Regions from separate parts of the Mus musculus genome. Here regions 1 and 2 are each linked to region 3. The links are chromatin contacts, called in public promoter capture Hi-C maps. All regions are on one chromosome and are shown on one strand. Each heading gives the region's core, a stretch centred on a gene start, on an enhancer-like site or on the middle of the called end of the contact. The rest is flanking DNA. Distances are from core to core; before and after follow the strand shown.

The links. Promoter capture Hi-C pulls out the DNA fragments that hold promoters and counts their contacts.
Region 1: a contact with region 3 is called in a promoter capture Hi-C map of pre-B cells, with 4 times the contacts expected there. The contact joins the promoter of 5830448L01Rik here to the promoter of Mapk8 in region 3. A contact is called at or near these places in 3 of 39 promoter capture datasets (liver, neutrophils and pre-B cells), 1 of 484 Hi-C or Micro-C datasets (CD4 T cells) and 2 of 9 other capture datasets (adipose tissue and liver).
Region 2: a promoter capture Hi-C map of neural stem cells shows a contact between it and region 3. The contact joins the promoter of Bmpr1a here to the promoter of Mapk8 in region 3. A contact is called at or near these places in 1 of 39 promoter capture datasets (neural stem cells) and 2 of 115 datasets of contacts at active chromatin or transcription factors (extraembryonic endoderm stem cells and large pre-B cells).

Annotation. Positions count from the first base shown.
Region 1 is chr14:34,672,694-34,676,965 of GRCm38.p6, forward strand. It overlaps 5830448L01Rik (RIKEN cDNA 5830448L01 gene), which reads right to left and starts at 1,975. Exons shown (of 1, transcript NR_165636.1): 1 at 278-1,975. It overlaps Wapl (WAPL cohesin release factor), which reads left to right and starts at 1,235. Exons shown (of 19, transcript NM_001004436.4): 1 at 1,235-1,667; 2 at 4,261-4,272.
Region 2 is chr14:34,499,966-34,504,317 of GRCm38.p6, forward strand. It overlaps Bmpr1a (bone morphogenetic protein receptor, type 1A), which reads right to left and starts at 2,581. Exons shown (of 13, transcript NM_009758.4): 1 at 2,430-2,581.
Region 3 is chr14:33,445,672-33,449,775 of GRCm38.p6, forward strand. It overlaps Mapk8 (mitogen-activated protein kinase 8), which reads right to left and starts at 1,487. Exons shown (of 12, transcript NM_001310454.1): 1 at 1,344-1,487.

The DNA.
Region 1 (4,272 bases), core at 725-3,224, 1.2 Mb after region 3:
CTAAAAGCAATTAGTAGTTTTCTAATTTCTCAGATGAGTCTCCATTAGCTGCAAGGCCAATGACTGACCACTCACTTCTCCTAAGGGAAACTGTTTTAGAAAGCTATTTTCTCATTGAAGGTTTAAAATAAAACCTCTCCAAGTTTCTCAACCAGGTGATTCACTGACATGAAAAAAAGTCTCTGCAGAAGAAAACTTAAAAATACTCCGTCCATCATTCACTACCTTCTTGTCCGGGACTAGTTAGTTGAAAACCCAAACCAAAACAAACAATCCGTCCCCCCCAAACCAAAACTTTATTATGAACAATTTGAGACATAAATACTGGTATGATAGCATATGTGTACATATCCCACAGCTCCAACATCGAAGGACATCCTCAGTTAATTTATTCCCTTCTTTCCCAGTTTCCAGAGGCTTAGTCTAAAACAAAATAAACGTATTGGATCATTTTACCTATCAACACTTTAGTGTGTGTGTGTGTGTGTGTGTGTGTTTTAAATTTAAAGCCACATTACCGTAAGCACGTTCGATAAGGATGACGATAATTCCTTAGTAACATAAAATACTCGGGGAGCGGGGGTGGGGTGGGGGTGTGGGGTGTCATTGCTAACAGGTAGGGGACAGAACTCCGTAGTGGGGACTGAACAAGAAAGGAGAGAGAGGATGAAGTGGCCGGCTGAAGCGGATCCCGGCTGCGAGGAGACCAGCACCCGACTGCTCCAGGTTTCGCTGCTCGTTTACCTGCGTTGGCTCTCTCGCACCGTCAGACCAGGTCAAAGGCGGCCCCAAGTTCCCCGCCTCCAAGGTCCGGGCGGTGGCCCAGCAGGCTCGGCGCAGCTGCACAAGTCTCTGTCCCTAGACACCGGAGGGTCCCTGGAGGGGAAACGATTGACACAGCTGCCTGCACTGTGCCGCGAGCCTTCCCGCGCTGCACCTGCGTCTCGTCGCGTGGCTAGGAACTGGGACTGGCTCCGGAGTCGGTGAAGTCCAGCAGGCCCTTAGCCAGAACCTATACCGTTCGCCAGCTCCGGAACCGGGCTTTAGACACCAGGACCTTGCGGAAGAGAGAACTACAACTCCCGTCGGGCCACGCGGTCCGACCAATGGTGGTAGCCGGCGCGTGCGGGGCGCGGCGCCTGCGCGGCGGTTTGAGTAAGAGGCCGTACGATTGGCTGCGGAGTCGGGCGGCCGCGCGGGGCCTGTGGGAAGCGGAGTGACGGAGCGAGCGGCTGTTGGAGGAAGGAGGTGGGGGGCCGGGAGCGCAAATGGCGTTGAGATGGTTCAGGGCCCTGTTCAAACTCCAGCGCTGACCATTCACCGGCGGAGGCGGCGGCGCAGAAGGCGGCGGCGGCCCAGCGGGGGCACGTAGCGGGCTCGGCACCGGCGGCGGCCGCCAGGGAGGCCTAGGCCCTGTCCGGCCGGCGCGCCTGAGGTGGGGAGGGAAGTTGCGGGGCCGCCGCTCACCCCCCACCCCCCCTGTCGCCCGAGCTTCCTATTTACCGAAGCGGAGCCGCGGACTGTGACGGCAGCAGAGCCCCTCGCCCCTCTCGGTGGCACCGGTCGGCACTGGTCTCTCGCGCGGGGCTCCCGCGCCCGCCCGCGGGCCGTTGGGAGCCGGAGAGGCGGAGGCGGCCCGAGGCCAAAGCACCCGCCAGGCGCCGAGGGTAAGTGAGGTCTCGGGCGGCTGCCTAGGCCCGGAGTGAGTTGGGGCGGGTGGAGGCGGCAGGGGCGGCGCGAGGCTCGTTGCTCACCTGGCTTCTAAGGAAGTTGGGCACCGGAGGATCGCAAGAAACTCTTTCCCTTCCCACCTCTTAATTTTGCCTTTTGAGTTCTTCTCCGGCTACTTGATTTGACTTCTCTTTTCCAAACCCGGTCCGGTTGATTTGAGTCCCGAATTCTTTTTCCCCGTCGTCTCCTCCGCCTCTAGCCGTCACCGAGAGGCCTTGCTTCGGGGACTCGGTAGCAGAAGCTTCCGGGGCGTCCGAAGCGACATCCCTTTCCTAGGCTGTGGGGGTTGGGAGGAGAAAAGTTGCGTGAGTGTCCAGCCCGAGGGGTGTCTCGGCTCCAGCCTCCGGGCGCACTCGCAGCCTCAGGTGAGGGTTTCTGTTTGCCCATTCCACTCTCCTCTCTTTATTGAAGCCCCCCTAATGCATTACCTTGGGTGTCTTTCCTGGAAGTGGCTAGGTTTCTTTACAGCTTCAGTGTAAGGAGGTTGGTTGGTTGTTTTGTATACCCTTTCCCTAATTTAAATCGCAGTGCACTTCCATCAAAAGTCAGCTGGGCTTTGGGATGAAGCGAAGGCCTCCCAAATCGAAAACAATCAGTTGTGAACCTTCTTTTCCTTTTTAGTTAGGACTGTTGGTGAAATTTGAAGCCAGAACAAGATAGTGTGTCTGAAATGTGCGTAAAACGTCATGCCAAATATATATGCTGAATTTGTACATATGTTAAGCTTAGATAATGCCATCGCAGTAGTCTGCTGACTTTTTAAAATGGACGTTATGGAAAACAGTAAAAGCAATCACGTAACTCTTGTACTCATATCTCCTGGATTCTGTACATAATAACTCAACCATATTTTCTAATCAGTACGCTCCCCATTCCTTAATATTAAAAAAATCACTGATATTTCATCAATATTTAATGATGTTAATACATCAGCGAATATTTCTGAGACGTGATCTTTTAAAAATACAGTTGTCTTATTACTTAGCTCAGTATCATATATTCATTTGCAGATCTTAATCTTGCACAGTGAATGCTTTACTGTTTTTTACGGTGAGTTTTTCAGATGTCATAAAGAAGATCAAGTCTAGATTTTTTTTTTTTTTTGGCTTTAGTCAGCATTTTTAGATGATTGCCATGTATGTGTGCCCAAAACATTCCAACTTTGTTGGAATGTATATATGTGTGTAGGTCTGCGTGTCTGTAGTCAGCTTAAAGAAATGACTTTTCTTGCCTTTGGCAGCTGCCCAATTACACTTGGTTTTGTTTAATAGGCTATACTTAACAAGAAAGACAATGAAGCTTGTTAGTGTTCAGAACTACAAAATGGAAACTCTCTGAGGAAAGCTAAAATTTCTTTTAGCACAGATGTGTACGATGACTAAATTATTATTTTATCTGATCAGAGTTGTTTTCCTTTCAAACATTAGGGTGGTGGTGAGTTGTCTTCTGAATATTTGCTGAACTAAATTGGATAGTGATTCGTTAAGTTATAAGAACTTAATAGAAATACTAAAAGTGTAGCTCAAAAATATTTGAAAATATAAGTTAAATATTATTCTTATTGTAAGTTTCCAAGTAATGAAGATTTTCCAAGCCCTTAAGTAATTGCTTACCTTCCCCCTAGAATTGATAAATTGATATTTAAACTGCAGAAGGCCAAAGTGTTAAGAAATGGATAATGATTGATTGTGCTATAAAAGCACTATACCTTATATTTTTTAAAGTGTTTGATTTTTTTTTTTGACTTTTCTTGTAAAATTTTTTCAGTATATTTTTGGGTAAATCAGGTAAATGAGTTTGTAAATTGAAGAGGAAAATCAAGGCTATATATTTCTATTTTATAATAATAAATCATGTACCTTTGTAAAATGGAGTTCTCCAACTTCAGAAAGATGTTACTCAGCAATGAGATACAGGAAGTAGAAGAATGGTTTCTTGAGTTTAGGGAGATGACCATTGAAGGAGCTTTTTAAAGTCAGTTAAAATCACTTTAGTCTAAGAATCAGAATCTTTAAGCTTGGGTAGAAGCTACAGATTGTACTCTATGAGAAAATAAGTTTTTCTAACCCTTTATGAGGAGCTGTAAAAATGTCAAAGAACTAAGTTTGGCCAACTGACATTGTTTAGATCCTGGAAAACTTAATATATTGTGACTAAAGATTTTGTTTTTGGGTGTTTACACTATTCTGATTAAGTTGTGTATGAAGATATGGAATTTGCATGTTTTAAGTTAGATTTGTAGGTATTGCATTGTGAGTTGGTTAGTAGTAAGCTTTTTTTTTTTAAACATTGTAAGTTTCATATGAATATGTCCTTATTGTAAAAACAAGCCAAAACACCACCAAACCTGATGTATGGAAGTAAAGGATGGAAAACGAACCTCTTCAGCTCACTTATTCAGACTAGTTTCAAAGTTTGTGTGCTGAATGTTGAAAACTATATAAGGAAGTCCTAGGGTCTTATTTTTATAGAGTGCTTAAAACTTGTTAAAAATTTGCTGATTATATTTTCTTAAATTTCTTTTCACAGGGAATATGAAAC
Region 2 (4,352 bases), core at 1,331-3,830, 1.1 Mb after region 3:
AACTTGAACCCAGGACCCACATGGTAGAAGGAAAGGCTCACTCCTGCAAGCATACACACAGAAATGAATGTAACAATTCATGGGACTAAGAAACATTTTTTTTTTTAAGTGATGGGAAAAGTGAGACCTGGAAATCGTTAAGAGAAAGGAGGAAGAACAGAGGTAGAAAGAAGGCAAAGGGGAATAAGGTCGCCATGGCACTGACGCCCCCTTTTCACCCACTTCATTCTTCTCCCTAACAAATGTCAGAATGCAAAGTAACATGTTCAGAGAAGTCTTCCTAGATTCTCTAAGCAGCACCAGCACCAGGTCAGGTCTCCACTGTAAGCCTGTATAATACCCTACACTTTAATTATCATCACAATTACACTTAATTATATAGAACTCATCCTTCCACATGTCTCCCCCACTAGACTTTAAGCTCCACGGGTCCAGGGACAATATGTGTGGTTGCCCCCCACCCTTAGTGTGTCAGAATACAGCACATATCCCTCCAATGAAACACTGATGAAAACATGGCAAGGTTCTGTTTTAAGGGTGAGAAGTCCAGTGTTTAGATGGGACTAAGCTACAGCTCCTTTGTGAATGTGAAATCCTGTCAACAAGGAGTTAAGTCGATGGATGGTCACCAGAGTCGGAGCAGGAAAAATAAGTCCACTCCTGGCAGCCTCCACAGGACGGGTTATGGATGACTGCACTCTAATCTTACTTCAATTTTGCTCTATTTTGCAATTTCTCTTTAGTGACTATTTATTACTTTTGTAAGAAAAAACTTCAAAATGTTAATATGATTTGAAAAGAAAATATAACAGCCTGAGAGAAGAGCAAAATTATAGAAAAGTTTTTGTAAACTATAAGATCCTAAGTACATGTGTACTTTTAAAAATCCAATACCAGCCTGGTCTACAGCCACTTGAAGGCCAGCCTGAGCTATGTATTGAAACTCTGTATCAACACAACAGGAACAACAACAACAAAAACAACAAGACAACAGAGAGGATAATTCATGCCCCAATCGGTAAGAAAAGGAAATGAATCAAAATGTTAACTAGTAAGTGGGAGGAGGTCCTCTAGAAGGAAAATAGAATGGAGAAGAAATCCAAACCAAAGATCAACCAGTGAACTCTTCACTCTTAAAAGGGTAGGGAGAAGGAAAGAAAGTTAAAAAGGTCTCCCCCTAGATTTGGGGGGGGGGGGGCGGCGGCGAGGATATAAAACAGAGTACAGGTTTAATTAAAAACCCATTCCAATTTTAAATCTGTTTTCCATAAACTCTGGGTTCCCAAGAAGTGTTCATAGTTTAGTTCTGACACTAAAAAAAAAACAAAAAAACAAAAACTAAGATAGTTTTGTTCAACATCTTTTAGTTCGAGAACAATGATAAGCATTAAATTACCTTTTATTTTATCTCGAAGTTTAATTTCCCCTCACGAGCAAACACAAGTCGGTTTACAACTGAAGCAACACAGGAGTTCGTGAATAACTAGACAACGCTCCTAGGTCTTTGCACAATTTTGCTTTAGTAAGAAGGCCATACTCTTGAATACGACGTCCCTGGGTTCAATCCCGGCTCACTTATCTAAGTTATTTAAACCTCTGCGTCTCGGTTTCCTCTTCTAAAGCAACAAAGAATACAATAACCAGGGTTATCTTAAGAAGTAAATGGCGTGACACCGGTGCTAAGTTCGTATCATGTAGTCAGAACGGTTTGTAAGCTGTTTAAAAGAGAAAGCCTGCAGCTCTTTAACCAAATGAAAAAGATCCACACCACGACTTACAAGTCACAAAAACGCCAGGCACGACTAACACACGGCGTTATTATTTTTCTTCCCTGCCGCGTTGGAGGTTTGGGATTTTTGGTTTTGGTTTTTTTTTTTTAATTTTTAATTTTCCTTTTCTTTGCCAGATCTTTCCGCTAGGAGTCTGAAACGGGGGTTGGGGGGATGTAACGCAACCCAGCACAAAGTTTTACGAAATCGAAGTGCAGAATCACAACAGACATGGCAGCGGAGGCCGCGCAGAACAACAGGTGAACCAACTCGCAGGGACGGAGGGGGAAACCCGGCGCCTTCCCGCAGCCAAGTTGGCGGGCGGGCCGAGCACTTCGCCCGGCCTCCGTCCCCGCACTGAACACGCTTCGTTCTCGTTCTCTAGCAGGGTCCCGAGACCCAGTCCCCGCAGCAGCCGCCGCGCAGCTCCGGAGCGGGAGCAGAGCACCGTTCCCATTTAAGGCTTCCAGAAGCGTCCCCGGAGTGGTGCGAAGGCGAACAAAAGGGCAAGCGCGGGCGGGCCGGGCCGCGGGGCCGGGGGGTCTCTCCCGCAGGCCCCGCGGAGGCGCGTCGCGGCCTCCCCTGCGCCGCCACCGTCGCCCCCAAACTTCGCCGGCCTCCCGCGGCGCACCCGCACTCCGTCGCCACCCGCCAACTCACCGGGATCCCGAGAAACTCATCCTCCGGCGCTCGGCGCGGGCGGGCACGGACAGCCGCGGGGCGGCGGGGCCCGGCTCGGCCTCCGCCCTCGGCGTGCAGCGGCCCGGGCCCGGTCGCCCCTCGCGCGGCCGTACAGTCGTCGTCTCGCGCGGGGCCGACGCGCGGGAGCTCGAGCCTCCCTCCCCGCCCTTCCCTCCTCCCTCCGCCCTCCTCCTCCTCCTCCTCCGCGCGGCGGGCAAGCAGATTCCAATCTCTGCCGCCTCAGCCGCGGAGGACGCTCGCTCGTTCGCGGGGCGGGGGAGGGGCAGCGGGGGAGGGGGGAGGGGCGGCTCGGGCGAGCAAGAGGCGCCGGCGCGCGCGCACTGGGAAGGGCCCGCCAGCTCTGCGCGCACCCGCGCCGGGGCGCCGGCCCCGCCCCGGACACGAACCGAGCCGAGAGCTCGGCGGAAGCGCCCGAAGGGCCCGTGGAGTTCGGCGCCCCTCTGCCGGGAAGGAGGCCCGGCCGCCGGCACGGGGGCGCCAGGTTTGCCGAGGGGAGGGGGTCGCCCCTCAGCGCACGCCGCCGCCGCCACCGCACGCGTGACGGAGGGGCCCACTGGGGCAAAGCTGCGTGAAGTGGACGATGCGGGCACACTCCTTCTAGAGCCGGAGCTCGGGCTCCACGGGAGAAGCGGCCCGGTGGCTCCGAGGGCACCGAGGCTCCCGGTGCGGGATCGGTTGCCCGTCTCGTAGTTGTGGTTGCAAAGAAAGATGTAAGGCACACTGCATTCATTACTCACCCCCTCCCTTCCCCGTCCCCCGGTGCTCTCTGGTTCTGGCCCGCCGGGAGGAACGTGGAGGTGCACGCGTTCTCCGGATCACGTAGCGAAAGCCTGGTTTCGGCCCGGGGGCCCCGCCGCTGGGGTGGCTTGTGATCCGCGGGCCTGCGAATTCCTCGGGCGTAAGATAAGGAGCGGCGAGAGCCGGCTGAACTGAAGTCAGCGGACTATAAATACGACTCTCAATCCACCTTTGGCTCAGCCGAGTGACCTCGGATACCCTCCCGAGGCTCTTTCCATCCTTTTAGAAAAATGCAAAGAACTGTCACTACCTCTTTTCTCCCTTTCCCCTCTCATTCGCCATGCAAAATGCCCTTAAAAGTATTCAGTGGCCTGTGGATGAAGAAGGAAAAGATAATCCCTTTTTAAACCAGTCGTTAAATATATAACCTCTTCCGTTTAAGTATTTCAACAAATATTTCGTATTCGTTCTGTTAATTCACTTTTCTGAGAAAACTATAAATCTCTTGGGAAATTGTTTAAAATAGACAGAAGAAAGAGTGAAGGAAGAAACTGTGCCAGGCACTTCATACTTGTGTATTTACACACATTCTGGCCTGGAGGGAAAAAGCAAAACAAAACTTAGATCCCACGGTATTCCCTCATATTCAGCTGAAAATATGTACAGTCCCTTATATTCTAGTTTTAACTAACTGTCCTTCGTGCCCCCTTTCTCCTCCGTCAGCTTTTGCCTTTAGGGCCATCAGTGCCTCCATTGTCTTTTGTTACATTTGAGTCACATTCTCTCGTCTTTTTTCTGAGCTGTCTGGGTCTTGAGTCATTGCAATATTCTCACTGCACTGAAGGAATAGTGTGATATCAGAGAGGTTTCTTGCATCCACTAAAAATGGTGACTTTTCTTTCCGGATATTTCTATATACCACCCCTCTTGAATTTGAAAAGAAAGAGCAGACCTTTTGTTCTAAGAGATTTGAACTCGTTGGCCAAAGGCCTTATGCCTATCCATGTGTTATGACAGAGAAGACCATGGCAAGTGAACCAAATGGTGTGACTTCTGCATCCTAATTTGATTTGCGGGCTAGAATCAGTCTGTGAAATAGACAAGAATCTCAGGTTGGAGCTTTAGTGTACCAAGACTGGAATA
Region 3 (4,104 bases), core at 237-2,736:
TTTATGACTATACACACAAGCCATAATCCTCTATTTTATTAACTATATAGAAAAAAATCAGGAATAGTTAACCTAGAAGTGAAAAAGTGATTCCAAACCCTTTGGTGGTCTTTAACAGGTAACATCCTCTATTAATTTATGATCTAGCCAACTGAGAGTGGTATGTGACACATCTGAAACTTCGTGGAGAATTTAAGGCTTTATTTTAAATTTTTGTCTATAAAAGTCTTTCAATCAACCCAATGAGTATGACTTCCATGCTTGGTGATGGGGAAATGATGCAAAATAGGCCTCTAAGTACCATTTTGATTACTTCGTCAGACACAGAAGTAAACCTTCCAAGTTTAACAGCCTCAATAAGAGAACTGAAGTAACCATTACCAATGATACGAAAATTGACAAGGGGGGGGTGGGATTTAAGAATAAAGGTAGTATATTTAAGCCAAACCTGGATATTCTTCCTAACACTATCCTTGGAAGTTCCAGTCAAATGAGCCAAATACCTTACTTAACATACATCCCTTACATAATCGTCTCATTTAAAGGCACATCTATTCTGTTCCATACTACCCTAATTTTTAAGGGTCTTTCTCTTGGCCTTCACATCTTCTCCACCTGGATACAGCACTAACTGTTGCCAAATGAATGAATGAAATAAACATGTTCTAACTGACCAGGTACTTGGTGGAAGCTGATCTCAAAACACAATAGACCGGCAGACCAGAATTCTACTGAAAAGATCACTTAATTTCAGAAGTAAAAATAGAAACTACCGGACACTGTGCAGTCAACATGATATTAAATTCCCGGTGGGATGGGAAACTTTCGGGAATAACAATGTAATGCGTTCCTTACGGTACTTTACAATGGACTTGGTTCTACCTTGTCTGGACTAGGAACCCAAGCGCAAGACAAAGGGACAGCGGCGGGGGAAAGTCAAAAGGTCAGCGGCAGGCGCCCCTCTCAAGGCGCGGCCCGCAGGCCGGCGCGCTCGCGGCCACCCGGCTCTTCTCGGCGTCGCGGCACTCACGTCCGCACAAAGAAACCGCCCACAGTCAAAACACGCTCCCCGTGGGTGCGGGAGACGTATGCACGGTCGCGTCGGCCCGACCTCCGCGGGAGCACCTCCGAACTTGCCGCCCACCCGCTCCATTTCCCCCCGCGCGACGTGGAAGCCGGCCGGAGCGGTGAAGCCAGGTCGCGCGGAGTGGACCACGCCCCCCGCTGCCCCCGCCGCCCGCGCTATTGTTCCCGCGCCGCCCCCGCCCCGCGCGCGTTCCCGGGAGGGGGTCACGGCCGGGGAAAAGCGGCGGCCGCCCGAGCCGCGGCGCCCGCGCACTCACCCGGCAGTGCAGCCAACGGCGACCTGGAAGCCCGTAGCGGAGAACGGCGCCGTCCTGCGGTGGCCGCGGCCGCTACTCAATCCTGTTCGCGGCTCCGCGTTTCGGCCGCAACGTCCGGCCTCGGCCGCTCCGCTGACTAACAGAGACGCGGGCCGTCAACGCGCACGCCCGCCCACGTCATCGCGCAGGGCCCCGCCTCCGCGCCGGCGAGCGGCCTAGGGGCGGGCCAGCCCCGGGGGCCCGGATTACGAGGGCGTGGCCCCGCGACTTGGGCGTGGCTACACTGGGGGGCGGGCTGCAGTAGCGGAGGTTTTCCCCTGAGGGCGGGGCCGCGAGCAGCGTCTGGGCGGCCGCGTGTGAGGGGCGGGGCCGGGAGCAGCAGGGGGCGGGTCTGCGATGGCACGTGGCGGCGCGTGGCGGCGAAACACCAGTCATAGCTTAAGCCTGCATGGTTGCTAGCCTCGCGGGGAGGAGGGGTTAGTGTTTGAAGGTCAGGCACGCGTGCCAGGGCACACACCTGAACCACGGAGAGTCCTGGTTTGACAGATACTCTTCAAGGGCCTACCACCCACCAAGGAGTAGATGTTCTCTAGCTCCCTGGAAGAAGTTACCTCCTTTTACCCCCCAAACCCTCCTGCTCCAGATTTTTTGCCTTACCTGATTTACCTGCAAGTCCTTGCGGCTCTCGCAAATATTAACTATTCACGGATAAACTGACGAGCCTCGACAATGGATGGAAAGGTATTTAAATCACTATCATTCATGAGGCAAAATATATTTAGCACTTTAAAGAGTTCAAAGGCATTCTCGCCAACAACGGAGAATATCACTAAGAGAAAGAAGCAACACATACATATAGAATGATTCTACGTTTATATAAAATATATTACATGCACAGTATATTAAACTTGGAAAAAAAGTATGACAATTGCTTTGACAGTAGGAAATAAAGGGCAGTCTCTCTTACACCTGTGTAGTATACTGTGATTTCCAAAATATACAAATATGTATTGAGTAAATTCAGGTAGACTGTTCCCATTACATGTTAAAATGGTCTTTCTCCAGGGATGCTATCATGAAGCAAATGTGAGCACTCATTCATTTATTCTCCCCCCATTTTATCTCTCAGCAATTTTTTAATTTTAATTTCTTATTTCTCCAGTAAATATTTTATTGCTTGCCTATTCTCTTAAAGGCAGTGTACTAGCACTAGCAATAAGTAGAACTTATAGAGAATTCTTGTGGTATCAAGATAATAAACTATACACCAAATCAAATCGACACTAAAATGCAAATTAAGGACACATCCAACTATGAAAGGAACCAATGTATTAATAAGGCCAGGAAAGCCTTCTCTAAGGAGCTGCCTCCTAATTTGAGAACAGGTTTGACCAGGGATTATGTCCGAGTTAACTTGATGTGCGAACAAGGAGTTCCAGAACGGGGTAGACTGGGAAAACTGAAGACAGGCCAGCTCTATTGGGACACCAAAGAAGACATTGCAAAATGAGAAGACTGATAAAAACAAAATCCTGTGTTGGAGGTGTTTTTATTACAGGTGTAATGGGAAGGCCCTGGTATGTCTTCAGCAGTGGAGAGCATGATTGTACTGACATCTTGACAAAAAACAAACAAACAAACCTCTTATCACAGAATGCTTTTCTTGATCTCTCAAGGTGGGCCTCTTCTCCCTCTACAATTCTTACTAAAAACTTTCTTCTCTTCCAGAGTATGTTTCTACTTATAGTTCATAGGTCAAAGGTACTGCAGGACATGTATAGATCCCCTGTGGTGGCAAAGACAGCACCCTTTTGTTGGGGTTGGTCTTGTGCACTGTGTATTCAGATGCTGAGTTCTGCACCCCAAGATCAGGCTGCAGTCTGAAAGTGGGCATTGTGCTGTCAAGAATGCTCCCCAGTAATCTCTGATTGGTGAATAAAAGGCTAGAGCTTGTGTCTGGGCAGGGGACAGAGGAAGGCAGGACTTCAGAGAGAGTGAGTGGATCTCAAGTAGAGACCAAGAGGAGGACAGAGGAGAGGGAAGAAGGAGGTCGCCATGAGTCAGGATGGACCATGAGCACATGGCCAAGAGAAGCTGAGGACAGACATGGAGCAGAACCAGACTCAGATGGCAGGTGACAGGGCATTTACCTTATTATTAATATCCTAACGGTGGGGGTTGGAAAAGCTCAGAACCTGTCCTGCACAGTGCCAGCAGTTTGTTAATAAAGTCTGATGTTTCTGTGTTGCTTACTCAGGAGCTATATGGGATAGAGTGGGGCAGAACACTCTCCCCCCTCCCCCATAAAATTACCACTCTACCCTCTTCCTGGCCTTTTCCTTCGGATGACTTTAGGGAAGACCCACTGTTATGGCTTCCCCTGTCTGTTCCATTGGCAAATCTCTCCTTATCCTTGAGATGCCAAACTGCAATTCCTACCAGATGGGCAAGCATGCATTCTATCAATAACCCTTGGCAGAAGGATGCCTATGAATTTCTAGCTTTTGCCAAAAGTACCTCAATTAGAGGTTGGTTTTGAAACTGTTCTTTATGGTGCCAGTAAGTGACAGGAGCTTCTAACACCCAGTTAAAGAACCCTTGTCTGTGGGAGGCAGGATTTTGAGGCCCTCAGCAAGCAGGTATGATACATGTGCCTACTGTCTCATTGCCAGGGCCCTGTAATAGAACAGGATTTGCCTCACCTCCCCAACTCAGAGATGATCCCGGAGGCCCTCTGATGCTAATGAAAAGACACAGAGCC